Regions from separate parts of the Mus musculus genome. Here regions 1, 2, 4 and 5 are each linked to region 3. The links are chromatin contacts, called in public Hi-C, HiChIP or PLAC-seq, Micro-C and promoter capture Hi-C maps. All regions are on one chromosome and are shown on one strand. Each heading gives the region's core, a stretch centred on a gene start, on an enhancer-like site or on the middle of the called end of the contact. The rest is flanking DNA. Distances are from core to core; before and after follow the strand shown. Region 1 has its middle 28 kb from the start of Gm34640. Region 2 holds the start of Cltb (clathrin, light polypeptide (Lcb)). Region 3 holds the start of Cplx2 (complexin 2). Region 4 holds the start of 4833439L19Rik (RIKEN cDNA 4833439L19 gene). Region 5 holds the start of Simc1 (SUMO-interacting motifs containing 1).

Region 1 (3,387 bases), core at 85-2,584, 220 kb after region 3:
CATGACAGTCATGTCAATATTGGAAAAGAAGGCCCATTTTGCCTGGTATGTTTATATTTCTTAGTGAAGAGTCCATAGCTGACCAGAACTAGCATCCTCTAGTGCTATAAAGGCCAGCCAATAAAGAGGCAGCTTCCAGCTTGGTCCCAACCTGATTTCTCCATGTCTTCTATCCAAAGCATGTGGGGTCTTCAGCGATGGGGTCTGTCTTAGTTAGGATTTCAATTGTTGTGAAGAGACACTATGACCATAGAAACTCTTATCAAGGACAACAGTTAACTGGGGCTTTTTTACAGTTCAAAGCTTTAGTCTGTTATTGTCATGGTGGGAAGCATGGCAGCAAGCAGGCAGACATGGTGCTGGAGAGGTAGCAGAGAGTTCTACATCTGGATCTATAGGCAGCAGGAGGACACAGTGAGCCACTAGGCCTGGACTGAGCCCACCTCCCAGTGACGCACTTCCTTCAACAAGGCCACGCCTACTCCAACAAAGCCACACTTACAATTAAGCTACTCCTTATGAGTCTCTGGGGGCTATTTTCATTCAGACAAACCACAGGGTCTTACTGTGTAGTCCTAACTAACACCAGTGGCAGTATCCTTTATTCTTTATGAGGCTTTGGGAGTCTCTCTAGCCACAACTCATATGGCTATAACCTCTGCTTGCTAATGGCATTTTTACTTAACAATCTTATGACCCATGAAAGCATCGTTTGCCATTTACGGAGAATGTCTTTATTTAAGATTCTTAGCTGTTAGCGCTATTGTTAGATATTTTTACAAGTCTGCAAGGCACTCGTGTATATCTAGGTGTTCCAGTTTCATTTCTGTTGCTAAAGTACCCCAGTGAAAAGCCATGTAGGGAAGGCAAGGGTTTATGAGGCCTACAATCCCAGTTACAGTCCTTTATTTTGGAGATGTCAAGGCACAGACTTAACGCATCATTTCCAGAATCAAGAACAGAAAGGCTATGTAAGAAGATCACTGCTTGCTCGAGCTAAGGCTCAGGGCCCAGGCAAGACAGCAATGCAGATGGGCAAGTGGCATAGGGACTAGGATAGATGTCTCAGTCAGTCTCTCTCTCTCAGTCTCTTGTCTACACACACACACACACACACACACACACACACACACACACACTCACATACATCGAGACAGGGGTGGGGAGCAGATGGAGTCACCTACTCCCTCCAGAGATGAGCTGGTCTCTCAGGAGGAGGATCCCATCACCCAGCACTGCTTCGCAAAACTTGAGCTTTTCCCAAGGGAAGTGAGGAGGCAGCGTGCTGCTCTCAGCAGGCCACGGACCCTGCTCCTCCCCCTGGCTGCTTTGCTCGACTCCTGCTGGAAGTCAGAGGCGGAGTTCAGGGGTGTCACCTTTATCTGAGAACTGCCTGTCCTCACTTGAGCTCCTCCCGCTTCAGCCATTGTTTCCTGTTTTTCAGAGGGCAACCCTACCACGTTCACTGTGCACTGCTAGCACTAGGGTGGGCAGCAGGAGTCCTCAGAAGAGGCCTGGGCAACCCCAGGCCCAGGTATGCGGCTAGAGCAGTGGTTCTCAACCTTCCCAATGCTGTGACCCTTTAATACAGCTCCTCCGGTTGTGGTGACCCCCTACCACCACCACTATAAAAGTATTTTGTTGCTACTTCATAACTGTAATTTTGCTACTGTTACCAGTTGTAATGTAAATGTCTGATATGCAGGATGTGTGAATCCATGCAGAGGTCATGTCTCACCGGACTGGAGCCTCTGAGTTAGAGGCTCACTATGAAGTGATTTCCTTGCTAAGCTGTGGGGTGCAAGTGGGTGGCCAGCTTGCCCTGACACAGGGAAGCTTCATTAATGAAGGAAACCAGTGCGGGGCAGCAGGTTGGATAGAGGAAAGAACAAGGAAAAATAGAAATGAGTACAGAAGCTAAGTTGAGTTGGTTCTTTGTTGCTCAAAGAGTTGCTGCAAACCACTCCACCACCAAATGGAAGCCTTCCTGATATCCGGAGTAGGAGTGGTCCTCGTACTTCGGTGCTCAGCTGCTTTGGGCTTTTGTCTTCTTGCTCTTGGACTGGGAAACTGCTCTTCTCCCCTTATTACTGCCTGATCCTCATAGCAGTCAGCACCATTAGGTGCATTAGCTTCTTCCTAAGCGGCCGTGTGCATTTTAATTGGCTGCCTGGAGAGCTTGTTAAGAAGTCAGTAGGGAAGAATGCTGAGTTTGATTAGTTATGTCTGTTGTGGGGACCCATGCGGAAGGAGGGCAGATTCCTGTGCATCAGTAGGGAAGGATGCTGAGTTTGATTAGCTATGTTTATCTTAGGGACCGGTACATAAGGAGGGCAGATTGCTGTGCTGCAACCTGCCAGTGGATGTGAATCAATCTTGGTCTGATTTTATCTATGCCAGTATTATCAATAGACGGGAGTCTTAACCGATTTTCCAAAACCGATTTCCCAAATTGGTGCCATTTATCAACCCCATTGAGAAAATGGAGGTGGAAAGATCTGTAGTCAGAGGTGACTGAGGAGCCTGGAGTAGAGGGAGATTCATAAAGGATGTGGACCAGAGGCCACATCTTGCCTCCAGCACCTTCATGCACAATTATTCCCCTCCCATGACACCTGCATATGAAGCAGACACCCAGTCTGGCCTGCAGGGGTCTCACCTGTCAACTGAGCCAGATGCTCTGGTGCCTTGTTTCTAGCAGATGCTATTTGTGTCCTGTGCTTGTGTCCCTGTGAGATGTTGTGGTGGTTTGAATAGGTATGGTTTGAGTGCTTGCTTGGCCATAGGGGCTGGCACTGTTAGGAGGTATGGCCTTATTGGAGGAAGTGTGTCACTGTGGGGTTGGGCTTTGAGGTCTCCAATACTCAAGCTCTACCCAGTGTGGCACACTGTCTCCTGCTGCCTGAGATTTTAGATATAGGACTATCAGCTCCTCCAGCATCATGTCTGCCTGCTTCCTGCCATGATGATAATGGACTGAACCTCAGAAACTGTAAGCCAGCCCCAGTTAAATGGTTCTCTTTCTAAGAGTTTCCTTGATCATGGTGTCTCTCCCCAGCAATGAAACCCTAAGACAGATGTTACTCTTACTAACTCTTAATTTTTCCTCTGAGCCCTGCACCAATGTCCTCTTGCCCTCCTGTTACAATAACATTGAAGACCCATAAAAGGAATGATGCTGCCTTCTAGCCAAAGGAATAAAATCTACTTCTAGAGACATACAGTTGTCTCTTCAATCGAGAGTTAATCCAGTGGGCCAAGGGACCATCCCTAAGGAATGCAAGTTTACATTAATCTACCCTGAAGTGATAGTGTAGCTGGCCTTTGCTACTTTGTGGGCTCTTTTTTTCCCCCACCCTTTATGCCTGCAGTTTCACCTCCTATCAC
Region 2 (3,600 bases), core at 930-3,429, 240 kb before region 3:
CATGAACATTACAGGGGTAACCTCACTGTGCGTCACTGTGATGGCCTGCTCATTCCTTCAGGCAGTGTTAATTGAACTCAGTGGGTTACTAACACAAAAAAACTGGAGAGGATGGGGGGCGGGGGCACTGGTGAGATGGCTCAGCAGGTAAGAACATTGACTGCTCTTCTGAAGGTACGGAGTTAAAATCCCAGCAACCACATGGTGGCTCACAACCACCAGTAATGAAATCTGATGCCCTCTTCTGGTGCATCTGAAGACAGCTACATTGTACCTATGTATAATAATAAATAAATCAGCCGGGCTTGGTGGCGCATGCCTTTGATCCCAGCACTCGGGAGGCAGAGGCAGGCGGATTTCTGAGTTCGAGGCCAGCCTGGTCTACAAAGTGAGTGCCAGGACAGCCAAGGCTACACAGAGAAACCCTGTCTCGAAAAACCAAAATAAATAAATAAATCTGCTGGGCAGGGCAGTGGTGGCCCATGCCTTTAATCCCAGGACTTGGGAGGCAGAGGCAGGCAGATTTCTGATTTCGAGGCCAGCCTGGTCTACAGAGTGAGTTCCAGGACAGTCAGAGCTACACAGAGAAACCCTGTCTCGGAAAACCAAAAAACTGAGTGAACAGAGTTGACTGGAGAGGGAGCAGAGGTCCTAAACCAATTCAATTCTGAAAAACCACATGAAGGCTCACAGCCATTTGCACAGCTACAGTGTCCTCACATAAATATATAAATAAATAAAAAAATTTCAAGTGGGGGAGGGGAACTGTTAGGGAGGGGATACCTGGGAGGCGTGAGATATGTGAGGGGGGAGCATATGCTCAAAATGCATTACTTGTTTGTATAAAATGACAAAGAGGGCTGTAGAGATGGCTCAGTGGTTAAGAGCACTGACTGCTCTTCCAGAGGTTCTGAGTTCAATTCCCAGCAACCACATGGTGGCTCACAACCATCTGTGATGTGATCTTGGTGCCTTCTTCTGTCCTACAGGCATATATGCAGGCAGAACACTGTATACATAATATATATATATGTATATGTATATATATATATATATATATATACACATATACACACACACACACACACACACACACACACACATATATACATATATATATATATATAAATTGACAAAGACTAAAAGAGAGGTACTCACCTGGCAGTGGTGGTGCTCGCCTTTAATCCCAGCATCCTAGAGGCAGAGACATGTGGATCTTTATGAATTTGAGGCCGGCCTTATCTACAGAGTGAGCTCCAGGATCAGCCAGGGATACATGGAGAAACCCTGTCTTGAAAAACAAAAACACAACCAAAAAAGATACTGTATTTTTGAAAAAGGTCTCCGGGTAGTGGTGGCGCATGCCTTTAATCCCAGCACTTGGGAGGCAGAGGCTGTTAGATTTCAGAGTTCGAGGCCAGCCTCGTCTTCAGAGTGAGTTCCAGGACAGCCAGGGCTATACAGAAAAACAGTCTCGAAATACAAAAAAAAAAAAAAAAAAAAAAAAAAATCACTACTTTGAAGCCAGCCTCAGCTATACAAGAATTTGAGGTCAAACAGGCTACTAAAAAACAAAACAACAACAACAAAAACCGCGAAAGTAATTGCAATGTGCAATGCGAGTTTGGCATACAATCTGCTGTCACAATACGTATATTAATTACCAAAGAAAAAAGCAGGCTCCACCTGTACTGTACTGAGTAATCAACGGGAACCTAACCAATAATGGGACAAACTGACCCTCTGCTCTAAGAACTAGAGAAAGAGCTCAAATTGAAAGACAAAACAATCAGCCAGTTAGTTGCCTTAAGGAACATCAATGTCACCAGACAGGGAGAAAGAGGAACAGTCCCTGATTTCAGGGGCTCATCACACAGATAGGGCGGCGGGATGCTTTACTCAGTCCTGAGAGAACAAGGCTCTGCTGTGCGCGCCTGGCACTCAAGCCTTTCCCAGCCTCAGCTCCCTCCTCCTACGCAGGAAGAGTACTCTTGTATCACGCAGCTCACAAAATCAGCTCTGGGAGAAACTTTTCGGTTCAATGCACCCGGTGCCAGCCCAGTGCTGCTGGCACGCTCTGGAGCCGAAGGTGGGCTTCGGGGGCTCGAACCGAGGGCGGGGCGACCACCCAGCCCCGCGGGCCCCGCCCTCGGCCGCTGACGTCACCGCATTCCCGCCGCGACTCCTCCCGCCGCCGCTGCAGCCGCAGTGACAGGCAAGCCGGGCGGGTGACGGGAAGTGCGGGCCGCGGGCGCGGGCGGGAGGTGACAGCAGCCACGCGGGGAAGATGGCTGAGGACTTCGGCTTCTTCTCATCGTCGGAGAGCGGGGCCCCGGAGGCCGCCGAGGAGGACCCAGCGGCCGCCTTCCTGGCCCAGCAGGAAAGCGAGATTGCTGGCATCGAGAATGACCCGGGTTTCGGGGCACCTGCCGCCAGCCAGGTGGCCTCTGCGCAGCCGGGACTCGCGAGCGGGGGTGAGTCAGCGCAGCGGCCTGGAACCGGGGAGGCTGAGGCCACCACCGGGGGCGGGAGGCCCAGTCTCGGTCAGACCCGGCCTGGGTCCCTGCTGTACTCTGAGTCCGGCTATCCAGGGTGACCAAGGGTACCTCGGGGGGCTGTGTGTATCCGTGAGGCCTGGGAAAAGAGGAAGGAGCCGGGAGATGAGTTGGAATCTGCGCTGAGACTGGATCTGCTGACTCTGGGGACAGGAATTTAGTCATGACATTTCATCCCCAGGCCAGCTTCTCCACCCTGGCTCTGGAACCCTCCCCCTGCTCAGTTCTGAGACTGTCCCAGTGTCCTAGCTAAGTGATACAGGTGTGGGACGGACACGTCCTCCTGACGTTAGCGTTAGCGTTCCTTTCTGCAGGGAAGCAGGGGGCGCTCAGAGAACTCGCAGCTCATCCTTTGGGGATCACCTGCAGTCCTGCAGCAGTGCGGGAGACAATGTTAATTACATATAATAATTTCATACACGTTACTGAACCCATTTTAGAACTGGCTTCAAAGGGTACACTATTAAAACAACTAGGAAGTAGCAATAAAGAATTCAACCCCTTCTTTCGGATGCTGAATTCTTCCTGTCCAGACCTCACAGTCCTTCATGGGCCCGACTGTAAGTCTAGGCAGGGGCACAAATGGCCAAGAGCTGTGCCCTTCCTGTTTGTAACTGTTTGTTTAGTGGATTTACAAAGGTGGCCCGGACCTCTGCGTGTGGCTTCAGACATAAGGGTTCAGGACCTTTTTCCTGCATTGTTATGTTTATCATTGATACTTCTGCCCCAAGGAACAATTTCTTATAAATATATTTAAATATTTAGTACAAATATGGACCTTCATGGTGACCCTCCTAGTAGACCTTGTTATTTTTTGGTGTCATGTTAAAGAGGTTTAATGGTCCTGTTGGAAATAAATATTGTATGTATACATTCATCTTTCTTTCCTTCCACACTTGCTGTGTTGCCGTCCCCACTGGGAACACAGAAGGAAGAAACTGTATCTATGGCCCAGCGTTTGAAGAAACTCTGACATAAGTGTAATAAGCCTTTTGTAACATACACGGAACTGGAGTTTGAGGGGCTATCAGGATGGCTTGTCAAG
Region 3 (3,432 bases), core at 151-2,650:
CCACACCCCTGCTGTCAGTCCCAGCCAAAGGCAGCTAAGGCACCTGCTCTAGTTCCAGTTCGAGTCCCAGAAACCGGGCCCCTCCTTCTGACAAGCACACATGAGCACCTGCAGTGTTTGTCTTTGCGGCTGTTTTTCTCTGATTCAAGTACGGGCTACAATCACAACTCAATTCAACACTCCGTTGTTTTTTTGTTTTTTGTTTTTTTGCAAGGGACTCCACGCTAATGGCAGTGGCTGAGACAGAGGACGTCTCCCCTACTTCCCCACCCCACGCCCCTAGCAGCAAGACGTCTCAGAGGTGGCGGGGAGGGTGTGTGTGTGTGGGGGGGGGGGGGCGGGGGGTGCAGCGAGGTCCGGCCAGAGTAAAAGGATCAGTCGTCTGGGTCATGAAAGTGCGGGGGTTTTCCCCCCACAGAAGAGAGGGCAGGCTTCCAGGCGCCGCTCCCCCGGCCCTCATGGAGACCAACAGCTCTGCCCTGGGGCCCTTAGTTGGTCAGTGCGTGTCCCCTTCCCCCAACACTTGCCTCTCAATTCTGAACCTTCGCCTGCTCTTAAACTTTGCCAGGGAGAGGAGGGTCTGAGACTGAGGAGCAGCCTGTGACCCTGCACAGGCTCGTGCTACTCCAACAGCGCTCCTGCGGGAAGAGGACAAATAGCCCCCCTGCCCCCCACCGACGTGGCCTCTCCTCTCTCCACCTGGCCTCTGCCACCCTCGGGTTCCCTTGGGAACCGAACTCTACCCCTCGGGGTGACTCTCTGCTCCTGTAGCAGAGGGTCCGGGAGGGCTTCAGGGGTAGCCACACCCCAAGCAGCCGAGGACCACGTCCCCCACCCTAGTCTTGCGGGCTCGAAGTTGTTCTCCAGGTTCACACTTGAGTCTCCGCACTCGGGGCGGTCGGAGCTCCCCAAGCCCCACTGCTCCGGGTGCGCATCTGCCCACATCTTCCTGCCCCGAGTCTGCAGCTCCAGCGGTCCCCCTGGCCTCCGCGGGGAGCTGTCCCTTCAGCACCACAGCGAGCGGGTAGGGGCCGCAGTCCCAGCGCAGCGCCCCGCGGTCTTGGGGAGCCCCTCAAAGCTACACTGCCCGGCTTCCCCGCTGTTCCGGAGCCAGAGCGTTCCCCCACTGCCCCCAGCCCGGCTCCGCCTCCCCGGCCCACGGCCAGCACCGACCTGGTGGTCCCAGCAACCGTCTAAGCCACTGCAGGGCTCCGGCTGACTCCAGCAGGCGGTGCCGTGTGCTCAGCCAGCTCGCGCCGCTGCCTGGTGTAACTCCGCCAGGCAAGCTGGGGCCGAGGCTGCTGCCGCGGGCGGGCGGATGCCTAAGGCGCCCTCCAATCACGCCCCTCAGCCAGGCCCTGACGCCGTACAGCTTCTCTTCCAGAAGGGAAATTCAAAACCTCTCTCTCTCTCTCTCTCTCTCTCTCTCTCTCTCTCTCTCTCTTCCCTCCCTCTCTCTCTCCCTCCCTTTTCCTCCCTCCTGCACTCCCTCCCTTTTCTCCCCTCTCTTTCCTGTTCCCCCTCTCTTCATTCTCCTTTCCCTCTCACTGTCTCCTCCCCCTCATTTTCCCCTCTCTTCCTTATCTCCTTTCTACTCTTTTATTCTCTCCGCGTTAAGCTGTACCGATCTGCCTGCAGCTAGGCTTCATTCCCAACTCCTCCGTGTTCAAGAACCACAAGCTCGAAGGTTTGGAAGGGCTTTGGGGGCACGAGTGGAAGAAAGGATTTTAAAAGCAGAAACTCAAGTAATCACCTCTTCAGGAAAGTTCTCTTTGGTTACTCTGGGCACACTACGATAGGCACACTCCCGTTGGGGTGCCCAATTCCCTAAAGGAGCCCCAGTTTCAATCACCCCTTCTTTGTGCCTGGGAGCGGCTTCTGGACTAGACAGTCCACTGTCACATCGTTTCTGCAGTTTATGACTGTAGTGTCCAGCTATGCGCTCACTCCAGAACCACTGGTGTGTGGGATGAGGAAGGCCCTCCTAGTGGGTGAGTGGCTCTCTGCTCTGGACCCAGAAGCAGAAAGACTGCTGCAAAATTGCAGCGGGAACCCTAGGTGAGCTACTCCTGGTCTTCTGTAGATGTGTTATCCTCGGAAGAAGGAATAGTTCTCTGGTTATGTTATTCTAGAAGGCGCTGCTTTCCCTCCTAAGCCCAGGGAAGAGAAGGGAGTAGACAACAGGGGGACCCCTACTACTCGCTCAGCCTCCCCCCATACTCATCTTTCCCCCTCTCTCCTAATGAGCCTCTCCTTTCTGCCTGCCACCTATTGGCTCCCCGCCCCTTCTTTTCATCCAGCCAGAGGTGTAGGAAAATGGCTCCAGTGGGGAGGGCCTTGCACCTGGCCTTTGGAAGCAGTGCAGAAGTTCATGCATCCATCAGAGCTATGTCAGAGTGGGGATGACTTCTGCTTCTGAGATGAGATGGCTTCTCTCCCAGGAGCAAGAGCTGCAAGCTGCGGTAGGGCAGAATCCAGGGAGGGAAAGGAGGGGTTCACAGTAGATGCCTTAACGTGGGAGAAACCTTACAAGTCAGAAGACATCAGTGTGCACCCCCTGCTCCCCTGCAGACCAGGAGCTTTGTATGATGGCAGGGCCCCTCTATTTAGGTGGCCTAAAGTGTGTGTGTGTGTGTGTGTGTCACACGCTCCTGTTTCATTAGAGACACTTAGACTGGCCACTAATGCCCAAAGGGAGTTGGAAGCCAAGAGATCTGACATTTTAAGACCTGCAATCTTCCCCCCCCCCCGCACCCCTTCCCCTGCCTGCCTCTGTCTCTTCCTTTCTACAAGTTCTTCAGCAAACATGCTCTGTGAAGGGGGCCTGTGCCAGCTGCACTCTGGCTACAACTGGGGCTTTGCCTTTGACACGGACGTTGATCAAGCTAGCATCAAAATCCAAGTTGCACTTCAGATAAAAAGACAGAGTTCAGCCCTGGGTGCTGCGTTTTAAGCTGGGCTTGTGTAAGCACCGGGTCCATCCAGCTCTTGAGAGGAGGCTGGGCGGGGGCTAGTGAGGTTGAAGGGCCGGAGGGTGGCTTCCTACCCTCAGAACAGAACAGAGAGGGTGTTAGTCCTGGAAGGGCTGATGAATCTTGGCTAATTGAAATTGCCTTAGGTTAGTAGTTGGCAAAGTAGATGCTAAGGGTATGCTTGCTGAGGTGGATAAAATAACCAATGCAGGGGAAAACCAGAGCTACAGGGTTCTCCCTGTCCCCCCCCCCCGCCCCTGCCATTACTGGAGACAGCCTTAGGACAATGGGTAAAGAGAGGCAGGCTGTAGCTCTAAGAGGAAGACCCAGATCTCAGGTGGTGCTATCCAGCCCTGCCTGTGTGTCCCAGCTCAAGGCTGAAGCTGATAAGAGGACTGACCATCTGGGTGGCGGTCACATATGAATCCAAGCCTTTTGTGAATCTCTCTCTCTCTCTCTC
Region 4 (3,594 bases), core at 409-2,908, 190 kb before region 3:
ACCTTATAAAAGATTTGTTTTTTAAATGTGTGTGTGTTTGTTTGTCTTTTTTTTTTTTAAAGAATTTATTTATTTCATGTATGTGAATACACTGTCACTGTCTTCAGACACAACAGAAGAGGGCATCAGATCCCATTACAGATGGTTGTGAGCCACCATGTGGTTGCTGGGAATTGAACTCAGGACCTCTAGGAACAGTAGTCAGTCCTTTTAACCACTGAGCCATCTCTCCAGCCCTGTGTTTGTTTTGCTTGCATAGATGTGTGCCTGTCTGTCATTCACATGCTGAGGCTGTAAAAGGGCATTGGACCCCTTGGATGAAGAGTGATAAGCAGCTGTGAGCTGTCCTATGGGTGCTGGAAATTGAATCTGGGTCCTTTGGAACGGCAGCCAGTGTTCTCCATTGAGGAGCCTTCACTTCCGTCCCCATGTTTAACCTTTTATGTGAGAATTGATCTGCACCCTTTCCTCCCAGGAGCAGTAAAGTAAAAACACTGGGAATACTTTTTCAAGTGTCACACTGCAAATCAAGTGTGTTATTCACAAATGAAGTATACAGCTTACAGAAGACATGAATTCCTGGCCCAGTCTTGGTCCTAACAGAATGCAAGCAAAGTCAAATGTATTCCCATCTTTTAACACCCTCCGATTCTTCCTGAGCGGACAGTGAACCTTGGACTTGGAGCAGAGTTGAGTGTGGGTGTTTTCAGCTTTCTCTCATGGAGCAGAGCAGGGAAGTGTTTTTGAGACCTCTGAGTGGCTACCTCTCCAGGTCCACTTTTCTCATAGTTATTATCCATTTCCGGGGAGGCGGATGCTCCTGTATTTAGTCCTGTACTAGTGTGGAGCCCGCCTGACTCCACTGCTAATTAAAGGGAGAAAGATTAACTATCAGATCCTCTCTGTGTGTGGGAGGTATGGTAGTGGTTCTTAACCTGTGGGTCACGACCCACGAAGGCGCCTACCTGGCTTCATGGTTCATTGAACTGTGCCCTTCCCCCCAGCCTTGAGCAGGCAGAATCAGACTTTGTTTCTGCCACAGTTGGCTAGCCCACCTAGGGTGGAGTCTTCCAATCTAGGTAAAGTCTATTGTGTGCCACATCTGCAGCTTCCTGCAAGAAGCCACCACCTGCTAACAGGCTGCCTGAGCTTGCTTTCCTGATAAAGCAATGAGAGTCTGGCAAAGTGGGGGATGGGTCTCCCCCCTTTAAATTCAAGTATGTGGGAATGGGAGACCGACTGCGGTGTCCTTGGGAGCCAGAAGAGGGCAGCAGACCCTGGGAGCTGTACTACAAGAGGTTGTGAGATACCAAACCTGGGTGCTGGGAACAAACCCAGGTCATCTGCAAGTGCAGTAATTACTGTTTTAACTGAACCATCTCCAGCCATCAATCTTCATTCTTTCCCCCCTTCTCATCCTCAGCCCCCACCACACTCCTTGATTCAGGCAATGCTCCTGCCTCAGCCTCCAAGTGCCACAATTCTGTAATCAAGTAAAAAGCGCAGAGGAAGTGCTGGAAACAGGTGACCTCCTTTCTGGGAACCCCGTGGAATTCCCTTTTAGAGTTCAACCTACAGGGAGGTGTTCCGGTGGTGGTGGGTACGGAGGCACGCTCAGATCTCGGACTACAACTCCCAGCATGCCCCGCGGATCTTCGAGTCAGGTCTCGCGCGACCTGCGACAGTCTCGGGGTGGTTTGGGGGTTCGGTTGCCGGCCGGCGACTGTCCTCCGTAGGGGAGCGTTCGTCGCGCTCTCACGATGGCTCTGCTCTGTTCAGCCCAGCAGCCTCTTGGGCCATCTGGAGCCTCGGAGCCTCTTTAGTGCGGGAAGTCGGGCCGCAGGCGGCGGGCGAGCAGGTAACCGACCGCGGCCTGGCGGAGCTGGGGGCAGCCTGAGTTCCGGGGCGCCGCGGCCTGGGGGGCCTGGAGGGGGGCTCTGTTCCACCCTAGCGGGGCTCGAGGGACACCAGAAAGACCCGCACAGTGAGCCTCGGAGCATCTGCTCGCTGCGAACCAGCCGGCTTCGCCTTGAGGGGTGGGACCGTGGGAAGGTCGGGATTGGCTTTACACATCTCAGAGGCTTTGTTTTGCACCTCCTGCGAGAGAGTCGTGGGCTTGGGGTCGCTAAGGGAGAGGGAAAGGGCGTGTGTCTGGCTTGCGGATGTCCCTAGGACCGCAGTGAACTTGAACAAAAATCTGGACCAATAATGCCTGCTGTGCAGCGCCGCGGGTTTGTTTTCAAGACAAGGGTTGTGTGAGAATGCGATGACTTTTAGTGATGCCGAGTTGGTCTTCTATGCTGGCATAGCTCATTTCTGCCAAGGGGAAAGGCTGCTATGTAATCCGGCTGGGGAGTGGTCGGATGTTCGGTGGACTTAGGGGCGCTGTACCAACCTTGCTTGTTTATTGTTACTTAGAGCCTCTGGATGGACCCTTCCTCAGAAGCTTCGCTAATTTGCAGAAGCTGGGCAATGCTCCTCATTAACATCTGTCTGTCTGCATAGTCCGGCGTCATTTCACTGTGGTAAGGTGTCTGTCTAAACTGAGGTTTGGCTTTCTCCTCTCGGGTGTTCAGAGGAGCCAGCCATAGGATACTGGCAAACTAGTGGACTTTATCCTTCCGGGGGTGTGTTTGTCACTCATTGGTTCTAGCGTGTGTATGTGTCAACCTTACTTACCAGCCATAAGTCTCTGCGTGTCTGTCAGAGCACTGGAATGACCCTCTGCTGTGCAACATAAGAAAATGCCCTATGTTATTTTTATTAGGTGGAAGGGACTCAGCTCCGAATTACGTATAGAAAAAAACACCTGGATCCCTGTCTTTCAATGGCTTCAAGACAACCAGAAGTGCCTGGTAAACTTAAGTTCTTATTGGTTAAGTCTGTACCCCCACCCACATCCCCCAGAGAGCTTATTTTCTCAGAATCCTTAGTACTGATCTTCTTTAGTATTAGGTCATCACCTTCTCAGCCGTGGTATACACCCTGACCTTGGCTTACAGCCTCTTGCCATAAGTGTCTTTTGTGAAGAGTAAACACTTTTTGTTTGTTTTTCCAGAGACAGGGTTTCTCCGTGTGGTTCTGGCTGTCCTGAAACTCTGTATTTAGACCAGGCTGTCCTTGAATTCACAGAGATCTTACCACCTCTACCTCCCAAGTGCTGTCTTTAAAGGCGAAATCATAAGTGAAGTTCAGAGTTGCTGCTAAATCTACATCTACTGTTTTTTTTTTTTTGAGACAGAGTCTCCCTTTGTAGACTTGGCTGTCCTGGAATTCACAGAGATCCTCCTGCCTCTGCCTCCTGAGTTCTGGGATTAAAATGCATGTACACTGCACCTGGCTCAAAAAAGTTTTTGGGCAGGCAGTGGTGGTGCACGACTTTATCCCAGCACTTAGGAGGCAGAGGCAGGTGGATTTCTGAGTTCCAGGACAGCCAGGGTTACACAGAGAAACCCTGTCTCGAAAAACCAAAAAAAAAAAAAAAAAAAGTAGATGCCAGCGGCTTTATTACTATTGTCTTTATGAAGCCATTGGACAAGGTGTTAGACACTGTTTGAAGTCGCTCCCCAGTTAGGCAGGTTAATGGAAGCTTCC
Region 5 (3,339 bases), core at 744-3,243, 130 kb before region 3:
TAAAAATGTCAGAACATGAAATTGATAAACTACCATGTGCCAGGATACTTACTATATACATGGAACAGCAATTTTTTTTATATCTCTACTTAAAATTACGTTTATAATTCAAGGAGGTGAAAAGTCACTTTTCCAAAGATGTTTGTGGACCTCAAGAACAAGGTTTCCTATCAGAGTGAAGTAAACAATTTAGTAACTATGAACGTTGTACAACCCAACGTATTATATGGATGAATCACACCACAATAAAGGTACTGTTAAAAGATAAACTAGCAGCCCAGCAGTGGTGACGCATGCTTTTGATCCCAATATCTGGGAGGCAGAGGCAGGCAGATTTCTGAGTTCAAGGCCAGCCTGGTCTACAGAATGAGTTCCAGGACAGCCGGAGCTACACAGAGAAACCCTGTCTTGAAAAAAAGAAGAAAGATAAACTAGCTATAAAGGTATATTTACAAGCTAGATAATACAAAAATGCAAAAATTATGTTCCTCTCTTAAAGAGAGAGAACACATATTGTCCCAGCTAGTTTTACATCAACTTGTAACAAGCTACAGTGATCTGAGGGAAAGGGACCTCAATCGAAAATGTATAGCCTAAGATCCAGCTGTAAACAAGTCTGTAGGGCATTTCCTCAACTAGTGATTGCAGTGGGAAGACCCAGCCTATTGTGGGTGGAGCCACCCCGGGCTAGTGGTCCTGGTTTCTGTGAGAAAGCAGGTTAAGCAAGCCAGAGGTGGCAAGCCGGTAAAGAAAGCATCGCTTCACCATACGGCCTCTGCACAACCTCTACTTCCAAATTCCTGCCCTGCTTGAATTCTTGTCCTGACTTCTTTAGTATGAACAGCGAAGTGTAAACTAAACCAATTTCTCTCCAAGTTGCTTTGGGTCATGGTGTTTCATCACAGCAACAGTAATCCTAAGACACCTACCTTTGGGTGTAGGAAGACTTCCCAAAGGCAACTTAGAATGAATGAGCACTCAAAATGTGATTTACACGCTTATAGAGTAGCTGACATTGATTTAGGACACATATTAGGAAGAACAGAGAAGGATCCCTTGATTTTTGAAGCCACAGCATGTAGATCATGGTAGGGGTCAGGTCACTAAATTTCTGTGGAGAGTTCTAGAAAGCCAGAGACCACAGATATTTTTATTCCATCACTTCAGGAGCAGGGACAAAGATAAAGAACCGAAGGAAAAACAAAGGTGGGAGTGCCCCGCCCCCTGGCTTTGTATGTGATTCGCATCTGCAAAGCAAAATTAACTGTCCTTCTCCACAACTCAAAAATCGGGGCCCTAGCTCAAGAACTAGGCCCTGCAGCGCAGCCGCCACCATGCCAAGGGCGGCGCTTCCCTCGCTCGCAGCCGGGGCTCCTGTTACCTCCTTGCACACATCTGTGCCCATCATAAGCCAAACAATTACGCGCTCCCGCGCGCCCGCCTCGAGGTCCGGGTGGCGGCTGCGGCCTGGCCAGGACCCCCCACTCCTCCCGCTGCCAAAGCTCTGGAGCCAGCTCGGGCCGGAGGCCACCGCCGGCCACCGCTTGGCAGCTCGCACTGGTGCTCAGTGTGTCGCCCATGTGCTCGGCCGGCTCCGCAGCACAACCCTGTAGGGCTCAGCGCTGGCCAGCCCGAGGCCTGCCTTGCCAGCGGCGCCACCGAGCTCCTCGAGGCCCGAGGCCGCCAAAGGCGGGAAGACACGGCGGCGGGGAGCCAGGGTCGCAACGCTGAGGCCCCGAGGGGGCGACGCTCGGCTCCCGTCGGGCGTGGCGAGCGGCAGTGGATTCACTCACCACGGTTCGGCGGGGCAGCGCGCCGGGGGTCCGAGACAGGGCCCGGCGCAGCCTCCGCGCCCTGCCCGAGCGGGTCCCGGCCGAGCTCTCGGAGCCACTGTCGTCGGAGATCACGATAAAGTCCTCCATGGCTACGGGCCCGGCGGAGCCACGCGCGAGCGGCGAGCGGCCCCGGCGACTCCGACTCCGGTTCCAGCTGCTGAAGCGACTGCAGCGAAGGCGTCGCAGACACCGGGGTTAGTACCCCGCCGGCCCCGCCCCCTCCATTGCCCCGCCCCCACCGCGCCCCGCCTCCAGAGGACCGGTCCCGCTCGGAGCCCCGCCTATCTCGGGGGCAGCCGCGCGCCCGGGTCAGGGCAGTGTCACAGAACCCTGGAGGAGCCAGGCTCCCTTTCCCTCAGAGAAGGAGAGAGAGGGAAGAGAGGGAAAGGGAGGGATAGAACCGAGGGGCTGGGCCGCATGGTCGGCGGGCTTGAAAAACGCTGAGGTTGAGAGGTTGTCCGCCGCCGCTCTCAACCGATCACAGTGGGCAGTGCTGGTGACGAGCCCCTGGCTGCAGGTGTGAGGACTGGAGTGAGCTGATGGAGCCTCTGATAGCGCATTTAATTGACCCGGTAGTGGAGCCTGCACCTGGCAGAAGGAGCAGTGACGCCTTCGGGTTAAAGAAGCCCTGAGGGGCTGAAAAGGGTAACCTGAACCTAGGGTTTTATTGACTGGGGCTTCTGGCTGAGATAAGGGAGAGATACCCACTCTTGTGTGTGCAGGTAAATCCGTGGGATAAATTCCCAGAAGCAGGTTTATTGGATCAAATCTATGTTTTTATTGTTATTTTGACAAATGGTACCAAATTGTCTTAAGTTGTGCCGATTTGCGGTTTCACCAACAATACGTGTCGCAGGAATTTAAACTGTCAGATGTAAGAGTTTGTTGAGTTTCTAGTTGACAGAAACCACTGAAAAGGCACATACAGAGAGCTATGAGGTCCCAGAGTGCCCGTATACTCCAATGCTGTGAGCAAGCAGAAAATATAGGGATAAAATTGTATCCCCATCAGAGGGAAATATGGGTAAGTAGTGAATTCTTTGGTTGTTTTGTTGAAGGGTAGGGACATTAAATCAAAATAGGGCCCATGGCTATTTTAAAAATGTGCAATACTGACAAAACCCTGCTGCTTATGCTCAAGTAACTTCAAAAAATAGAATAATAAAATGTCTTTAACAAAAAGGGGGGAGTTCCTAGAGGCAAAGCTGTTGTGTGCTGTCTAAGCAGCGTGTGATGCAGTGTTTTCTAATCTTTAGTGAACTTCTGAATCAGCCAGAGAGTGTATAATAAAGTTTGCAGGACTACACACCAGTGTTTCTGACTGAGAAACTGAGTTTTGGGAGTGAGCCCCAAATTGGTATTTCTCTCAGGTTTCTAGGTGATATTGACATTGCTTAGAGTCTGGTGAACACACTTGAAGGTTCACTGCTCTGAGTCAGGCATCACGGTGCTTGCCTTGAATCCTAGCTCTTGAAAGGCCAAGGTCAGCCAGGGTGAGAGAAAG

What was found. A called contact is a pair of places that touch in the nucleus more often than the background predicts. HiChIP or PLAC-seq counts read pairs in DNA pulled down with a chosen protein or histone mark. Capture Hi-C pulls out chosen DNA fragments and counts their contacts.
Region 1: an H3K4me3 HiChIP or PLAC-seq map of embryonic stem cells shows a contact between it and region 3, with 7 times the contacts expected there. The contact joins the enhancer-like site here to the promoter of Cplx2 in region 3. A contact is called at or near these places in 1 of 39 promoter capture datasets (embryonic stem cells), 2 of 484 Hi-C or Micro-C datasets (cerebral cortex and stem cell-derived primordial germ cell-like cells), 8 of 115 datasets of contacts at active chromatin or transcription factors (the 230-238 cell line, embryonic midbrain, embryonic stem cells and 2 more) and 1 of 9 other capture datasets (embryonic stem cells).
Region 2: a contact with region 3 is called in a Hi-C map of cerebellum, with 2.1 times the contacts expected there. The contact joins the promoter of Cltb here to the promoter of Cplx2 in region 3. A contact is called at or near these places in 1 of 39 promoter capture datasets (the C10 cell line), 5 of 484 Hi-C or Micro-C datasets (B cells, cerebellum, cerebral cortex and 1 more) and 1 of 115 datasets of contacts at active chromatin or transcription factors (large pre-B cells).
Region 4: a contact with region 3 is called in a Micro-C map of palatal mesenchyme, with 2.2 times the contacts expected there. The contact joins the promoter of 4833439L19Rik here to the promoter of Cplx2 in region 3. A contact is called at or near these places in 1 of 39 promoter capture datasets (pre-B cells), 2 of 484 Hi-C or Micro-C datasets (embryonic stem cells and palatal mesenchyme) and 1 of 9 other capture datasets (pancreatic islet).
Region 5: a promoter capture Hi-C map of adipose tissue shows a contact between it and region 3. The contact joins the promoter of Simc1 here to the promoter of Cplx2 in region 3. A contact is called at or near these places in 2 of 484 Hi-C or Micro-C datasets (embryonic stem cells and pro-B cells) and 2 of 9 other capture datasets (adipose tissue and pancreatic islet).

The regions. Positions count from the first base shown.
Region 1 is chr13:54,151,873-54,155,259 of GRCm38.p6, reverse strand. No RefSeq gene overlaps it. Among named protein-coding and RNA genes, the nearest start is that of Gm34640, 28 kb to the left of the region's middle. Within about 2 kb of position 1,334, at least 29 of the 459 cell types and tissues checked have an H3K27ac peak or open chromatin away from gene starts, as enhancers often do. A contact at or near this core is called in embryonic stem cells, pro-B cells and stem cell-derived primordial germ cell-like cells, where this site is marked.
Region 2 is chr13:54,609,952-54,613,551 of GRCm38.p6, reverse strand. Cltb (clathrin, light polypeptide (Lcb)) reads left to right here and starts at 2,179. Exons shown (of 6, transcript NM_001347512.1): 1 at 2,179-2,474. The coding sequence starts at 2,288.
Region 3 is chr13:54,369,317-54,372,748 of GRCm38.p6, reverse strand. It overlaps Cplx2 (complexin 2), which reads right to left and starts at 1,400. Exons shown (of 4, transcript NM_009946.3): 1 at 1,174-1,400. All of the region lies in intron 1 of LOC115488208 (a long non-coding RNA gene), which reads left to right.
Region 4 is chr13:54,563,446-54,567,039 of GRCm38.p6, reverse strand. It overlaps 4833439L19Rik (RIKEN cDNA 4833439L19 gene), which reads left to right and starts at 1,658. Exons shown (of 9, transcript NM_133797.4): 1 at 1,658-1,858; 2 at 2,419-2,525; 3 at 2,768-2,855. The coding sequence starts at 2,828.
Region 5 is chr13:54,502,459-54,505,797 of GRCm38.p6, reverse strand. Simc1 (SUMO-interacting motifs containing 1) reads right to left here and starts at 1,993. Exons shown (of 10, transcript NM_176987.4): 1 at 1,794-1,993. The coding sequence starts at 1,922. LOC115486438 (a long non-coding RNA gene) reads left to right here and starts at 1,484. Exons shown (of 3, transcript NR_168901.1): 1 at 1,484-2,029.